Linked DNA regions of Pogona vitticeps: region 2 is linked to region 1. A link is a contact called in public Hi-C data. All regions are on one chromosome and are shown on one strand. The core of a region is the stretch at or near the end of the contact, and the rest is flanking DNA. Distances in the headings are between cores, read along the strand shown.

The links. Hi-C and Micro-C count contacts between places; a contact is called where the count stands out from the background.
Region 2: a Hi-C map of muscle shows a contact between it and region 1, with 7 times the contacts expected there. The contact joins the promoter of POLD2 here to the promoter of YKT6 in region 1. A contact is called at or near these places in 2 of 2 Hi-C or Micro-C datasets (blood and muscle).

The regions. Positions count from the first base shown.
Region 1 is chr8:14,351,443-14,358,573 of PviZW2.1, reverse strand. It overlaps YKT6 (YKT6 vesicular SNARE protein), which reads left to right and starts at 4,477. Exons shown (of 9, transcript XR_002301467.3): 1 at 4,477-4,614; 2 at 5,936-6,076; 3 at 6,838-6,920.
Region 2 is chr8:14,480,784-14,487,914 of PviZW2.1, reverse strand. POLD2 (DNA polymerase delta 2, accessory subunit) reads right to left here and starts at 4,019. Exons shown (of 11, transcript XM_020803577.3): 1 at 3,893-4,019. LOC144584197 (a long non-coding RNA gene) reads left to right here and starts at 4,029. Exons shown (of 3, transcript XR_013538296.1): 1 at 4,029-4,615; 2 at 4,694-6,358. It overlaps MYL7 (myosin light chain 7), which reads right to left. Exons shown (of 6, transcript XM_078379778.1): 6 at 6,651-6,839. The coding sequence ends at 6,738.

The DNA.
Region 1 (7,131 bases), core at 3,228-5,727:
TAATCCATTCCCCCCATCAGCTTGCCTTATTGTCCTGTTGGTGACAGGCGATACATTTATAGGCCACTAATTAAAAATATATATTTTAAAAAATCATTCAAAATGCAAGCTTTTGTGGGTGGATCACATGATCAGAGGGACTGTTGACATCATCTTCAGGACTCAGCCAATCCCAAGGTTGCTGCTGTTGCCTTGGGAACCCAACCCCTTTTCTCCTGGGTCTTTGTCATCTCACAAGGGCCCCACCTCTCTGCTGGCAGATAAAAGGGGCTTGTTGGGCAGGGCAGGAGGCCAGAAGGGAGGCCAGTGGCCAGAGGGCAGCCCAGCAGAGGGAGCGGCAGTGGCTGGAGGGGACCCAGCCCTTCTGCCCAAGGCAAGTTCTCTTCCGAAAGCAGAGGAACTTTCTACGTGGGCTTCGCGTTAACAGCTCGAGGCTGGTGGAGATCCATGGCTTGAAGCTGGCTGATGTTGGCGATGGACCGGGGGGAAGTCGGATGTTGGCAGACAGAAGCTGGTGGAATCTGCCTGCAGAAGCTGGCTGAGGCTCCAAGGTGGAGGCTGGCAGACGTTGGCGGATGAAGCCGGTGGTGGAGGTTAGCCTCCTGAAACCAGCTTGGGGAAGCTTGGCTGGTGGAGTGAAGGTGTGTGTGTGTTGGGGGGGGGCAGCTGGTTTGTGCCGGGGTGTGTATGAATGTGTGTATGAATGGGCTGGCTGGTGTTTCATGGGGATGTCGCCGGGGTGTGAGTGTGACCCAAGCATTCGGGAGCTGATGGAGGCTGGCTTCAGAAGCGGAGTGGAAGAGAGGAAGGATGGATATTCATGGTGGAAGCCAGTGGATGTTGGCAGGTGGAACTTTGGGATGAAGTTCCCAGAACATTGGTCGGTGGATACGTCTGGGTTGAAGCCAGTTGACAGCTGTGGACGAGCTCGCCCCTTAGTTATTTCTCTCTCTCTTTCTCTTGCAGGGCCCGAAGCTTCCTCTTTCCCCGGGGGATGTGAGGGAGCAGAAGGCAGGCGTCCTGCTGGAGCTGAACCAGGCCGTTGTCTCCGCTGAGGATACCTGTTTAGCCTCTTTTCCAAAAGCAATAAAAGAATTTTTCTGGAATGGCTTTAAAGTCTTGTCTTGTTTGTCAGGGGCTGTCACGGGATGATCTTCCCCATCCCCTCATTATATCTGGGGCCCAATGCCTGGGGTGGGTCTTTGGGAAGTCATGGTGTGGGGCCTTGTGATGTCACAGGAATTGGGAACATAATATTTTTCCATACATGTGTGAGGGAGTGAGCTAGGCATTGTGAGTTCCCTGTCTGAGCTCCTAAGCAAGTATATTATGTGTCGTGTTGGACAGACACAGGAAGCCAGTGAGCCCTGGTGCCATTCGGAGAGGGTTAGAGTTGGGTACCCAAACACTATGGCCACCCCGTAGCAATAAACGAGACTCGCTCCTTCCCTTCCACCTCTGCTCCTCACATTTGTTTGCCTGGCCTGGAGAGTCAGGGGAGCCCAGCCATTTCCTGCCACAGCAGCTCATTCTCTGAGATCTGGCAAGCCTCATCTTCATCATCCACACCATGAGCACTCCATGGACAGCTCCTTGCAAAGTACAAGTGGGGAGAAAATTTGCCACTTCAAAGAAGCTTACAGTCCAACCTCTCACGAAAGTGCCACAGCCGAGGAAACGGAGATGGGCAATGAGTTGGAGATGAGCATACGTTAAAATTAATGAGGATCCATGCCATGGATAGATGGCAAAAATACACTGGTACTGCAAAATTGCTGCTTGAGGGCAGTGGCTGCCTCTGAGCACCTAGTGCAGTAATGGTGAATCTTTTTGAGCCCGAGTGCCCAAACTGCAACACAAAATCAACTTATTTATTTCAGAGTGGCAACACTGCAATTAAAACTCGAATGCTGAGGTTTTAGTTTAGAAAAAACAACTGTTCCTTCACTGCAAGGATTAAATGTTTGTGTTTTTTGCTATAGGCGGTATTAACAATTCCACCCCTCTGCTGGACACTGCACCAGCAGAGGGGAGTGCTGAAATCCGGGATCGGAGGACGGATAAGTATTTCTCTATGGCAACTTATGGCTCGTGTGCCCACAGAGAGGGCTCTCTGTGCCACCTGTGGCACGTGTGCCATAGGTTCGCCATCCCTGGTCTAGGGGTAAAGGTCTAGGCTAAACAGCATTCACAAAATTTTTGTCTCTTAAAGCCTATTCAGTGATATTTCACTGTAGGATTTTTTCCAGAAACAAAAGTTTCTGTCTCACTGTCTCACTTTCAGCCTTGAACCAGCTTGCTGTTTAAGAATCAGTTTCATTTTTGAAGAAGCAGGCTGGTAAGCAAAACTCGCCGCTCCTTCTTTTGGCCAAGTATTTTCAATCTAATTTCTTTTTCAGCTTAATGGGGTTGTTCATAAATCAAAGGCTTCAGCTTACTTCGTTATTATATATTTTCAACGCTGTACTGTATTTCTTGTTCTCCTCTCCTTGGGAGGTGGGGGTGGAGTTACTCACAGCTCTCTGCCAACATAGCTCCCGCATCCGATCTGTGCTCGGGTGAATTTTCAGAGGGAAGAAATACCAGGTTGCTGCCCAATCTTCTTCCTTCTGGTGCTGACCAACTGCTTCAGGGAGACCTCTCCTGGTCGTCTCTTTGATCCCCCATTTCTAGAGGGACCCCAGACCAGGCGGTTCCAGCTTTTCCTGGGAGCTGTTGCTGGAAGCTGCTGGAAGCACCGCAACAAAGCTCTGCCTCCTACTTCTAATTAATTGATTACGCAAAAGCCTTTGACTGTGTGGACCACAACAAACTATGGCAAGTTCTTAAAGAAATGGGAGTGCCTGACCACCTTATTTGTCTCCTGAGAAATCTATATATGGGATAGGAAGCAACAGTTAGAACTAGATATGGAACAACTCATTGGTCCAAAATTGGGAAAGGAGTACAACAAGGCTGTATGTTGTCTCCCGGCTTATTTAACTTATATGCAGAATACATCATGCAAAAGGCTGGACTGGATGAATCCCAAGATGGAATTAAGATTGCTGGAAGAAAAAACAACCTCCGATATACAGATGATACCACTCTGAATGCAGAAAGTGAGGAGGACTTTAAAAAGAATCTCTTAATGAGGGTGAAAGAAGAGAGCGCAAAAAATGATCTGAAGCTCAACTTCAAAAAAACTAAGATCATGGCCACTTGCCCCATCACCTTCTGGCAAACAGAAGGGGAAGATATGGAGGTAGTGACAGATTTTACTTTCTTGGGCTCCATGATCACTGCAGATGGAGACAGCAGGCACGAAATTAAAAGATGCCTGCTTCTTAGGAGGAAAGCAACGACAAACCTAGACAGCATCTTAAAAAGCAGAGACATCACCTTGCTGACAAAGGTCTGCATAGTCAAAGCTATGATTTTTCCTGTAGCGATGTATGGAAGTGAGAGCTGGACCATAAAGAAGGCTGAATGCCGAAGACTTGATCCTTTTGAATTGTGTTGCTGGGGGAGACTCTTAAGAGTCCCCTGGACTGCGAAGAGAACAAACCTATCCATTTTGAAGGAAATCAATCCCAAGTGCTCAATGGAAGGGCAGATCCTGAAGCTGAGGTTCCAATACTTTGGCCAGCTCATGAGAAGAGAAGACTCCCTGGAAAAGACCCTGATGTTGGGAAAGTGTGAAGGCAAGAGTAGAAGGGGACGACAGAGGACGAGACGGTTGGACAGTGTCATTGAAGCGGCCAATATGAATTTGACCCAACTCCGGGAGGCAGTGGAAGACAGGAGGGCCTGGTGTACTCTGGTCTACGAAGAGTTGGACACAACTTAACAACTAAACAATAACAAAAGCTGCCTTGGGTCCTTTTTAAGGAGAAAAATGGGGTACAATTAGTAAATCAATGTACCCAGTGTGGTGTGGTAGATGGAGCGATGGACTGACTACGAGTCCCCACTTGGCCATGGAAACTCACTGGTGGTCTGGAACTGGTGAAAGCACTTCTTAAACATCTTACATGTGCTGTTTCTAAATATAAAACCCAAAGGAAAGAAATTAAAATAAAAAAAAGACAAAAGCTCTGTGGAACCTCAAATATTAACTGTTATATTTTAATATGAGCTTTTGTCTACTTCTTAAAACATATGGAGTAAAACACAAACCCCTGAAACCTTATTAGGGTCTCTATAAGTCGGTTCCGACTTAAGGCACATAACTATTGATAGTAGTAGTAAGTATGACAATAGCAGTATCAACAATAATAGCAGTACAGTAATATAATTATGGATAGTAACTATAAGGAATAGAGAGTAAATTCTAGCACGGCTACTGCTTTTATTAGATCACTGAAACGATCCAAGCAAGGCTTCGCAGTGATCCAACCAAGGTCGGAAGTATTGAATTGCATGCATACTCTATAGTTTTACTAGCTCTAGGACTGTTAAACCGTCGTCCGGCCGGGAGCACTTCCGGATCCGGACTCTATATCCGGTTGAAAGGGCGCGCCAGCTTCCGCCTCGTTTGCTGTCTTAAGGGAACCGCGGAGACGTCGGGAAGAACGCGGCTCGGAGCCAGTGCGGGCCGCCCGTCTTCGTGCGAGGGGGGGAGGGCGGTCTCGGGTGAGTGCGCAGCGCCGGCCCGCGGCTTGTCTCAGTCGGAGGCGGGAAGGGAAGGGAAGGCCGCACGGGCGGATGGGGGGGGGGTTCCGGGACGGGCCCCTTCTGCCGCCCTGGGTGTCGTTGTGGGCGCCTTTCCCCAGACGGGACCCGGGGCTGCGCCGTGGGAAGAGGCCGCGGTGACCGACGGGGAGGAGGGTTTGCTCTTTCCGTGATTCCTCCTCATCCCGTCGGGGCTCCGAGGAGCGCGGGCGAGAGAGAGAGGGAGGGAGGGAGGGAGGCAACACACGCCTTCTTGCCTGCACGGCGTGAGTCAGACACAACCAGCGGCGGGACTCGCACCCACATCTACGCCCGAGACGAGAGCCGCCGGCCCGGTGACCGCCAGCAAAGCGGAAGCGGCCGACGGAGCCCTAGGCGCTTCTCCTCAAAAGCGGCTGACAGGAAGACCTGGTTGACGTACAACCTACCATGGCAGATTTTTTTTTTTTTGTCATTAAAAAGGTTATTTAGTAAATTGCAGCATCGACTAGACCCCCCCCCCAGTGAAAGCAGTGACTTGTTAGGTAGAGGTAGTTCGTTGCTGTGGTTTGTACCCTTGCGTTTTTACTGTTGCAAATCACTAATAGGGTCCTGACTTTTATTTTATTTTCTGTACATAATGTGATCTAAGATGAGCCTCCCTGAGGTTGATTTAATTATGGAAATACGAAACAATTGACAAGACCCTAGTGGTTGTGGTTATTGAGGCATATTTTAAGTACATTTCAGTTTTGCATAGAAATAGCACAAACTGTACCTCATTTACATTTTTTGCCCCATTGCTGGTGGTTACGGCATGAACTGTCTGGCCAGGTGAGGATAAAGTTCAGGCATCTGATGGACTAAAGTCTAGTCCATGAAAAATTTTTAACCCACATTTTCATGGAAGAAATAATGCATTACCTGTGACTAACATGATCGGGTATCATTTATTTCATTTAAAGAGAAGTGTGTCTGTTACATTTGATGCCTCTCTTAAATTCTAGGGCAATATAGAATTATTGGCGAGGATGTTTTGTTAAGTGTTGCCTTGCTATTTCTCTATGTATGATAACACCCCCCATTGAATGCTATAGAATTTACTTTCAAATAAGTGTGGATAAGATAGCAGTGTCTGTTTTAAGCCCTCGTGGGCTTGTGCAAAGTGTTCATGTAGTTGACCTATAGATTCTTGTTAGAAACACATTCATAGTTATTCTCATGATAGTGTATTTTATCTGTCTTAATTTTTTAACTATCCCATTTCGGGTACACATTCATTTTTCTTGTATCTTTTGCTCAGGTTATCAAGAATTGGGGAAGGTTAAGTAGGTGAAAGGATGAAGCTCTACAGTTTAAGTGTCCTTTACAAAGGAGACCCCAAAGTGCATTTACTGAAAGCTGCATATGATGTGTCATCATTTAGCTTTTTCCAGAGATCCAGGTATGTTCCTATTGCATTAGGATGATTACTGAGGTAGCTTTCTGTCTCCCTGTCAATGTCTTCATAATGTACTATGGTGTGCCCCTTGAAATGGTTGTACAAACTTTAAGATGTGAACTGTAATGAATTATTTTTCTTTAGAGAATTCTTTAATATAGCTTTCTTACTGCAGGTAGTAATTGACTTTATCAGTATTAATTATACCGTGATAATTATTACATTGTTTATCTTGTGATACTTTGAATTTGGTCCCAGAATACTAAGTTCCTCTTATCACAAAGCTATATTTGAAAGATTTATATTAACCTACAGAATGAAAAGCGAATTGTCATAGCAATTGAGAATTCATTTGCCCTTTCTGTTTCTTTGGAAACATTGTTCCAACACAACTTAGGTGACAGTTACGTACAAAGTTATTCAGTGGAAACTGCTCCAGTGTAATTGACAAGGAGACACTGGAGTTGAATAAATGTTCACTCATGTTGATGGCATTTGCCTTTTTCAAGTGGTTCTGGCTTTGGAACTTGCTTTTGAAAATAGTCTCCTGTTTATTTATTTATTTTTATTTATTGTATTTATACCCTGCCTATCTAGTCATTGTTTGTATTGCACTTTTAAGTAGGTAAATTTGCAAAGTGATTTTGGAAAATGTTTTGTAGTGAAATTTGATTTTCTTATCTATTCCAGTGGCTCTCCAGTCTGTTTGGTGAATGTAGGGAGCTTTGGTAATTAACTGTGGGTTGTTGTTGTTTTGTTTTTAGTGTTCAAGAATTCATGACCTTCACTAGCCAGCTGATAGTTGAGCGTTCAGAGCCTGGCAGCAGAGCCTCTGTAAAGGAACAAGGTGAGAGTACAGTTATATATGAATGTATATTTGCACACATTTTGTGCTGTTTTACTGACAGAAAGAACATACTGTATCTGCTGCTGAAGAAGTAAATGTTTTCTCTGGATTAAATTATTTTTCTTCAGAGCATGTTAGTTCAACTTTAAAATATGTTTTAATCACACATCTAATATTTAAGAAAATCAGCCTATACAAAGATGGCCATCTG
Region 2 (7,131 bases), core at 2,770-5,269, 130 kb before region 1:
TCTGCAGCCAAAGATGGAGAAGCTCTATACAGTCAGCAAAAACAAGACCTGGAGCTGATTGTGGCTCTGATCATCAGCTTCTCATAGCAAAATTCAAGCTTAAACTGAAGAGAGTAGGAAAAACCACTGGGCTACTCAGGTATAATCTAAATCAAATCCCTCATGAATACACAGTGGAAGTGAAGAACAGATTTAAGGAACTCGATTTGGTGGACAGAGTGCCTGAAGAACTTTGGATAGAGGCTCGTAACATTGTACAGGAGGCAGCAACAAAAACCATCCCAAAGAAAAGGAAATGCAAGAAAGCAAAGTGGCTGTCCAATGAGGCCTTAGAAATAGCAGAGAGGAGAAGGGAAACAAAATGCAGGGGAGACAGGGAAAGCTACAGAAAATTGAATGCAGACTTCCAAAGAATAGCAAGGAGAGACAAGAGGGCCTTCTAAAATGAACAATGCAAAGAAATAGAGGAAAATAACAGAAAAGGAAAAACCAGAGATCTGTTCAGGAAAATTGGAGATATAATTAGAGGAACATTTTGTGCAAAGATGGACATGATAAAGGACAAAAATGGGAGGGACCTAACAGAAGCAGAAGACATCAAGAAGAGGTGGCAAGAATACACAGAGGAATTATACCACAAAGATTGAATATCCCGGACAACCCAGACAATGTAGTTGCTGACCTTGAGCCCTAGACATCCTGGAGAGTGAAGTCAAATGGGCCTTAGAAAGCTTGTCTAACAACAAGGCCAGTGGAGGTGATGATATTCCAGTTGAACTATTTAAAATCTTAAAAGATGATGCTGTTAAGGTGCTACATTCAATATGCCTGCAAGTTTGGAAAACTCAACAGTGGCGAGAGGACTGGAACAGATCAGTCTACATCCCAATCCCAAAGAAGGGCAGTGCCAAAGAATGCTCCAACTACCGTATAATTCTACTCATTTCACATGCTAGCAAGGTTATGCTCAAAATCCTGCACGGTAGGCTTCAGCTGTATGTGGACTGAGAACTCCCAGAAGTACAAGCTGGATTTCAAAGGGGGAGAGGAACTAGAGACCAAATTGCTAACATGCACTGGATTATGGAGAAAGCCAGAGAGTTCCAGAAAAATATCTACTTCTGCTTCATTGACTATGCAAAAGCCTTTGACTGTGTGGACCACAGCAAACTATGGCAAGTCCTTAAAGAAATGGGAGTGCCTGACCACCTTATCTATCTCCCGAGAAACCTATATGTGGGACAGGAAGCAACAGTTAGAACTGGATATGAAACAACTGATTGGTTCAAAATTGGGAAAGGAGTATGACAAGGCTGTATATTGTCCCCTGGCTTATTTAACTTATATGCAGAATACATCATGTGGAAGGCTGGACTGGAGAAATCCCAAACTGGAATTAAGATTGCCGGAAAAATATCAACAACCTCCGATATGCAGATGATACCACTCTGATGGCAGAAAGTGAGGAGGAATTAAAGAACCTTGTAATGAGGGTGAAAGAGGTGAGTGCAAAAACGGTCTGAAACTCAACATCAAAAAAATTAAGATCATGGCCACTGGTCCCATCACCTCCTGGGAAATAGAAGGGGAAGATATGGAGGCAGTGACAGATTTTACTTTCTTGGGCTCCATGATCACTGCAGATGGAGACAGCACCCACGAAATTAAAAGACGCCTGCTTCTTGGGAGGAAAGCGATGACAAACCTCGACAGCATCTTAAAAAGCAGAGACATCACCTTGCCAACAAAAGTCCGAATAGTCAAAGCTATGGTTTTTTCCTGTCGTGATGTATGGAAGCGATAGCTGGACCATAAAGAAAGCTGACTGCCAAAGAATTTATGCCTTTGAATTGTGGTGCTGGAGGAGGCTCTTGAGAGTCCCCTGGACTGCAAGGAGAACAAACCTATCCACTCTAAAGGAAATCAACCCTACTTTGGCCATCTCATGAGAAGAGAAGACTCCTTGGAAAAGACCTTGATGTTGGGAAAGTGTGAAGGCAAGAGGAGAAGGGGACGACAGAGGGTGAGATGGTTGGACAGGGTCATCGAAGCAGCCAATATGAATTTGACCAAACTCCGGGAGGCAGTGGAAGATAGGAGGGCCTGGTGTGCTCTGGTCCATGGGGTCACGAAGAGTCGGACATGACTAAACGACTACGAATAGAAGTATAGTTTCCAAATCCCACAGCATTAGTTAGGCCTCACCTTGGGTATTTTGTTCAGTTATGGACACCACGCTTCAAGAAGGATGCTGACAAATTGGAACAAGTTTAGAGGAGGGTGACAAGGATGATCAGGGGACTGGAAACCAAGTCTTATGAGGAAAGGCTGAAAGAATTGGCCATGTTTAGCCTTGAGAAAAGAAGACTGAGGGGTGATATGATAGCACTTTTCAAATATTTGAAATGCTGTCATACAGAAGAGGAGCAAGATCTGTTCTCAATCATCCCAGAGTGCAGGACATGCAACAATGAGCTCAAGTTAAAGGAAGCCAGATTTTGGTTGAATATCAGGAAAAACTTCCTAACTGTTAAAGCAACACAACAGTGGAACCAGTTACCTCAGGAGTTGGTGAGTGCTCCAACACTGGAGGCATTCAAGAAAAACTTGGATAATCACCTGCCAGATATGTTTTGATTGTATTCCTGCCTTGAGCAGGGGGTTGGACTTGATGGCCTTGTAGGCCCCTTCCAACTTCCCTTTTCTATTATTCTATGAAAGCCCTTCCCAAATCCATAACTAATATTCTGTTTACAAAAGCATACCTGCCCCCTGTGATTCAAATAAAATGAGTGAATGAATATTATGCTCCATATTATGTTAAAATGATGCTATTTGGCATGTGGTGACTTTACTTCATCAGATGTATGAAGCTAACAGGGAAAATAGTAGATGTAGAATCTATACATGGGGAGTAGGTGTGGGTGGCAGTTAAGAGTGCCAAAAGGGAATTAGAAAGACCAGGGTCCAAGTCTCTACATAGGCATAAAATCTATGCACATGATCCATGCATGTAATCCATCAAGGGCAAACACATCCTACGAACACGCAGTACACCGAGTTAGCCCATCAGTTTATCTAACTTACTGGATATTACTTAACCACTCTCGGGTCTCAAACACGGGCACCAGTCCCAGCACAAAGGCTTGAGATTTTAAGTGGATATGTTGGGGTTGAATCCATGCCTTTGGATACTAACTCTGCCAGAGAAAACCCTCTCCAAACCCACGTCATGTTTTATAACGAGCATCATTTAGTGCATTTCTTACGGAGATTTCACCTACAAGGCTTCTGCTGTTGTTGCCATGGTACCACCACACAGAGAGAGAGAGAAAAACACGCAGGGAACCCCCGCATTCCTGTCTGGGAGGGCAAATGCCTCCTCCGGTGCCCACAAGGCGTCAACCCCCCACGCCAAGCTCCTGCCGAACGACCGCACAGGATGCGGCCCATTGCTTCGTGCCCATCTTGCCCCTACAATGTTCGCCCATCACGCAGAGACCTCTTGCAAAACACACACACACACACACACACACAAAATGTCAGTCAAAAAAGGGACCTTTTGCGCCTTTTGCTCCTTCCACCCTCGGAGAGGCTTCGCCGCTCCGTTTCCTTAGAGGTCCCCACGTAACAGCTGGAAGGGAGAGGAAAGACCCTTTGCTCGCCCCGATGAAACGCCTCGCCTTCGGGGGGTTTTTTTGCTCGCGCTGCGCAAGAACACCTTAGCAACGATCACAGGAAAGGTGCCGGAAAGGGGATGAAAAGGGGGGCGAACCCCTAAAAGACCGCCTCCAACCCGCCTCCCGCCCCACGAACGCCGCCTCCGCTCCAGATCCTTCCCCCTTCGTCTACAGAGATTATCCTGCACCCACGACCCGTTTGGTCCCCTCACCGGTCCCTGGCAGGAGGAAGGCCGGAGCCTCCTCGGAGATCAGGAGCCCCAAGAGAGACGAGCGAGAAAACGCGCCAAACGCGAGCGCGCCAGAGAACGACCGACGGGAAGTGACGTCGAGAGGGCGCGCCCACCCTAGACTTAAAAATTGTAGAAGGGTAGCTCGTTTGCTTGGAAGAAGACGACCTGAACAGGGTGTTCTTCCCCCGGTTGGCAGGGCAGACGTTGCCCTAGAGAGGAGAATAGAAGATGTGATCTTTCATTCTGCTGGCTGATCTCTACGACAACCCTGCAGTGTAGACTGTGGTCGTATTCTTATATACTGTACAGTACTTGGAATCCGCGGCGTTCGTTCCTCTTACTCCTCCGCGGACGGTCCCCATTTCCTATCAAGTGTAGCCCTAGAGCAGTTATTTTTTTCTTTTACAATTTTGTCCCCGGCTTTAATTCTTTTTAGGGAGGCCTCGTTCTTATCTTGGTAGTGTGATATGCTGAAGGCCGGGAAAACGTGGTTTTGTGACAGAGTGGGTAAAATTTTGGACTAGGATTCTGGGCGACCTGAGCTCGATTCCTTTCCTTAGAGAAGGAAACACAGGGTGAAGTTTCATCTCTACACTGGAGATGCAGAAAGAGCCTCAGTACGGATTTCCACACGTGGTGGGAATATGAGAGGATTCAGGAAGTTTGGGGAAAGGTGTTCAGAGAAAGTAAATAAAATTATAGGTATTTTTTTAAATTTTATTTATATCCCGCCTATCTGGTCGGGTCAGGACCACTCTAGGCGGTTAGGTACCAGTCTAGGTATCAGTTTGGAAACATTTCCAATGATAGCTTTGCCAAATATTTTTGGTAATCTATAACTGAACTGGGGACTCTTATCTATCAATGATAAATTAAGCTGTAAAGTGAAAATTAGAAAATAAATATTAAAGGTTAATTATTTTAAGGATATTTGAGATGTATTTAGAGAGCATGTTTCTGTAAAAAGGAAAGGACAAACCCCAACCCAAGACTTATTTTTCTGGAAATAATTGGGGTATGTTGATTAGATAGAAAGGAAGAGTAAGAAAGGGATGGAAGTTGTAATTAATAAGCTAATACCCTGGTGGTGATGAATACCAACCGTACTATGGTGTTTTCTTGCTTTTTTTTTGGTTTTTGTACATTATTGTATTAAATATACATTTTTGTATGTATATGATTATTTAAAAATAATTTAAAGCCTAGTGTCTACTCATGTATAGTGTTGGTGGCTAGAATCCACCATGTAGTTAGGATTGTTGATTATGAAGTAAATATCAGAGCATTAAGGGGCCTAGTGATCCCACTAGTTGGTCCCATCGGGTTTGATTGACACTTAACATACTTGAAGGTGTGAATTTTGCATTAGCAGATGAAGAGTTCAGCATGAGCACATAAGAGGAAGCAGTGTTTCCCAGCTAGCTTAGCCAATAATAAGCAGGTGTGTTTTGTTTTCTGCACTACGTGTGGCTTATTAGTGATGCAGAGTGATCTTGGAAACTGCCACAGATTACTTCAGATGCTTGTTGTCCAGCTTCAAAGCTTGAATTACTTTCTTGGGGTATATCTTTTCCTTTCCCCCAATCAATAAAGTGCATTGCACAATTTCCCTCATTTTGTTTCTGTAAGTTTATAGGGGGCATAAGTTAAGGTGTGATCAGATGGCCAGAAAGGTATGCATCTAATTGCACCAGATATGGTTGCTTTACCAGGAGCAATCTCCCTTAAAGTGACCTTTCTGTTTGTCAAAGAATCACTCTCCAGCCTGGGCCCCCAAAAGTACTGTAGTAGCCCTCCTTCAAGGCCAAAAAGGTATAGCTTGGGCATGGATCACAGTCAGGTTGGAGCACTATTCCCATATGTCATGTGATCATTGGGAGGTCACTTGAATCAAACTACAACACAAGCGGTCCCAAATGAGGGCTATATACCCCTATGATCGCACCCTTTGGTGGTGTGGCAAGCCAGGGCCAGTCCTACTATGAGGTCACGGAGCAGAGTGCCAGGGATGCAGAAGGAGATGACAGAGCTCAGTTAAGTGGCAGGAACCCCCACAGGCCATTAGAAGATGCAGAGGAAGAGACTGCAGCCATGCCGCTGCTGCATGTCATTGGCACTTTCTTCAAGGCCACACTATACAAAGCCAGCTATTTAATAACGTCTGGCCCTTTAGGATCTGCAGAGCCAAAGCAACGTGGCAGGGATGAGTTGGCTCTTGGCTGCTTCTGGCTCCTTTTCTCCCCTGGTAGCCCATCTTGGGCAGACTCCAACCCTGCCTCCTGTTCACCCTTTGTTGTCTCCATCTTACCCCCCTCCCTTTAATCCAACAGCAGAACATGACTGTATACAGAGAACATCATGAGAAAGTGCTCCCTCTCTAGCACAAGATGGCAAGTGGTTGCATGTGACTGTTACTATGTGCACATGCTGTCGGAAGAGTGAGAGGTGGGTACTCTCCATGGGGAGAAACTTGTGCAGTGTGTTGACGGTGCTTTGTTTCTTACCTCAAGTGATGGGAGAGTTTGAGTTGCCTCATAGCAGGATTAGATGAGACATTTCTTGGTGGCCAATCAGCCATATTCACAACTAGGTTCTAGTACAAACGTTTAGGACTCAGCTGTCCTTAAACTCAGTTCTGGGAGAACATCCTTTCAGTTCTGTCCCACAGCTCTGCAAATGTGCCTGGCTTTAGTCTTGGATAGTTTGTATTTTGTCATCAAAATCAAAGCCTTATTCATTTTTCATTCAGCCTTTTATTGCAGGATTATGAGCTATGCAATGGATACCCTACATATTTCATCACAGCCACATCCTATTAATTTCCTCAGTCTTCCTTCTCATCACCATGTGTGATGATGTAACACAAAGACTTGTAATCAATGTTTCCAGCCACATCTATAGGAGCTAGAGCAAACATCTGTTCCACCTAGAAAGCAAGCAAAAAAACAAAGGGGAGGGTGGATTAAAATGAGGTATTGCATTGAACTAAGCCAATATTATTGACTATAGAAAAAGTAATAGGATATCTAAGGCTTCCATTCCCCTTCCAAGAACCTTCTTTCTGCATAATGTGACTGAAGGAACTTCATTCTTGTAGCTTTCACCATACTCCGGGCAAAATCATGGTGTTTTGTCCCTCCAAATGGCTATTTAATTCCATAGTATGTTGCCATTAAAACACACCTGTTATTAAATCACGGGTTAATATTAAAACTCAT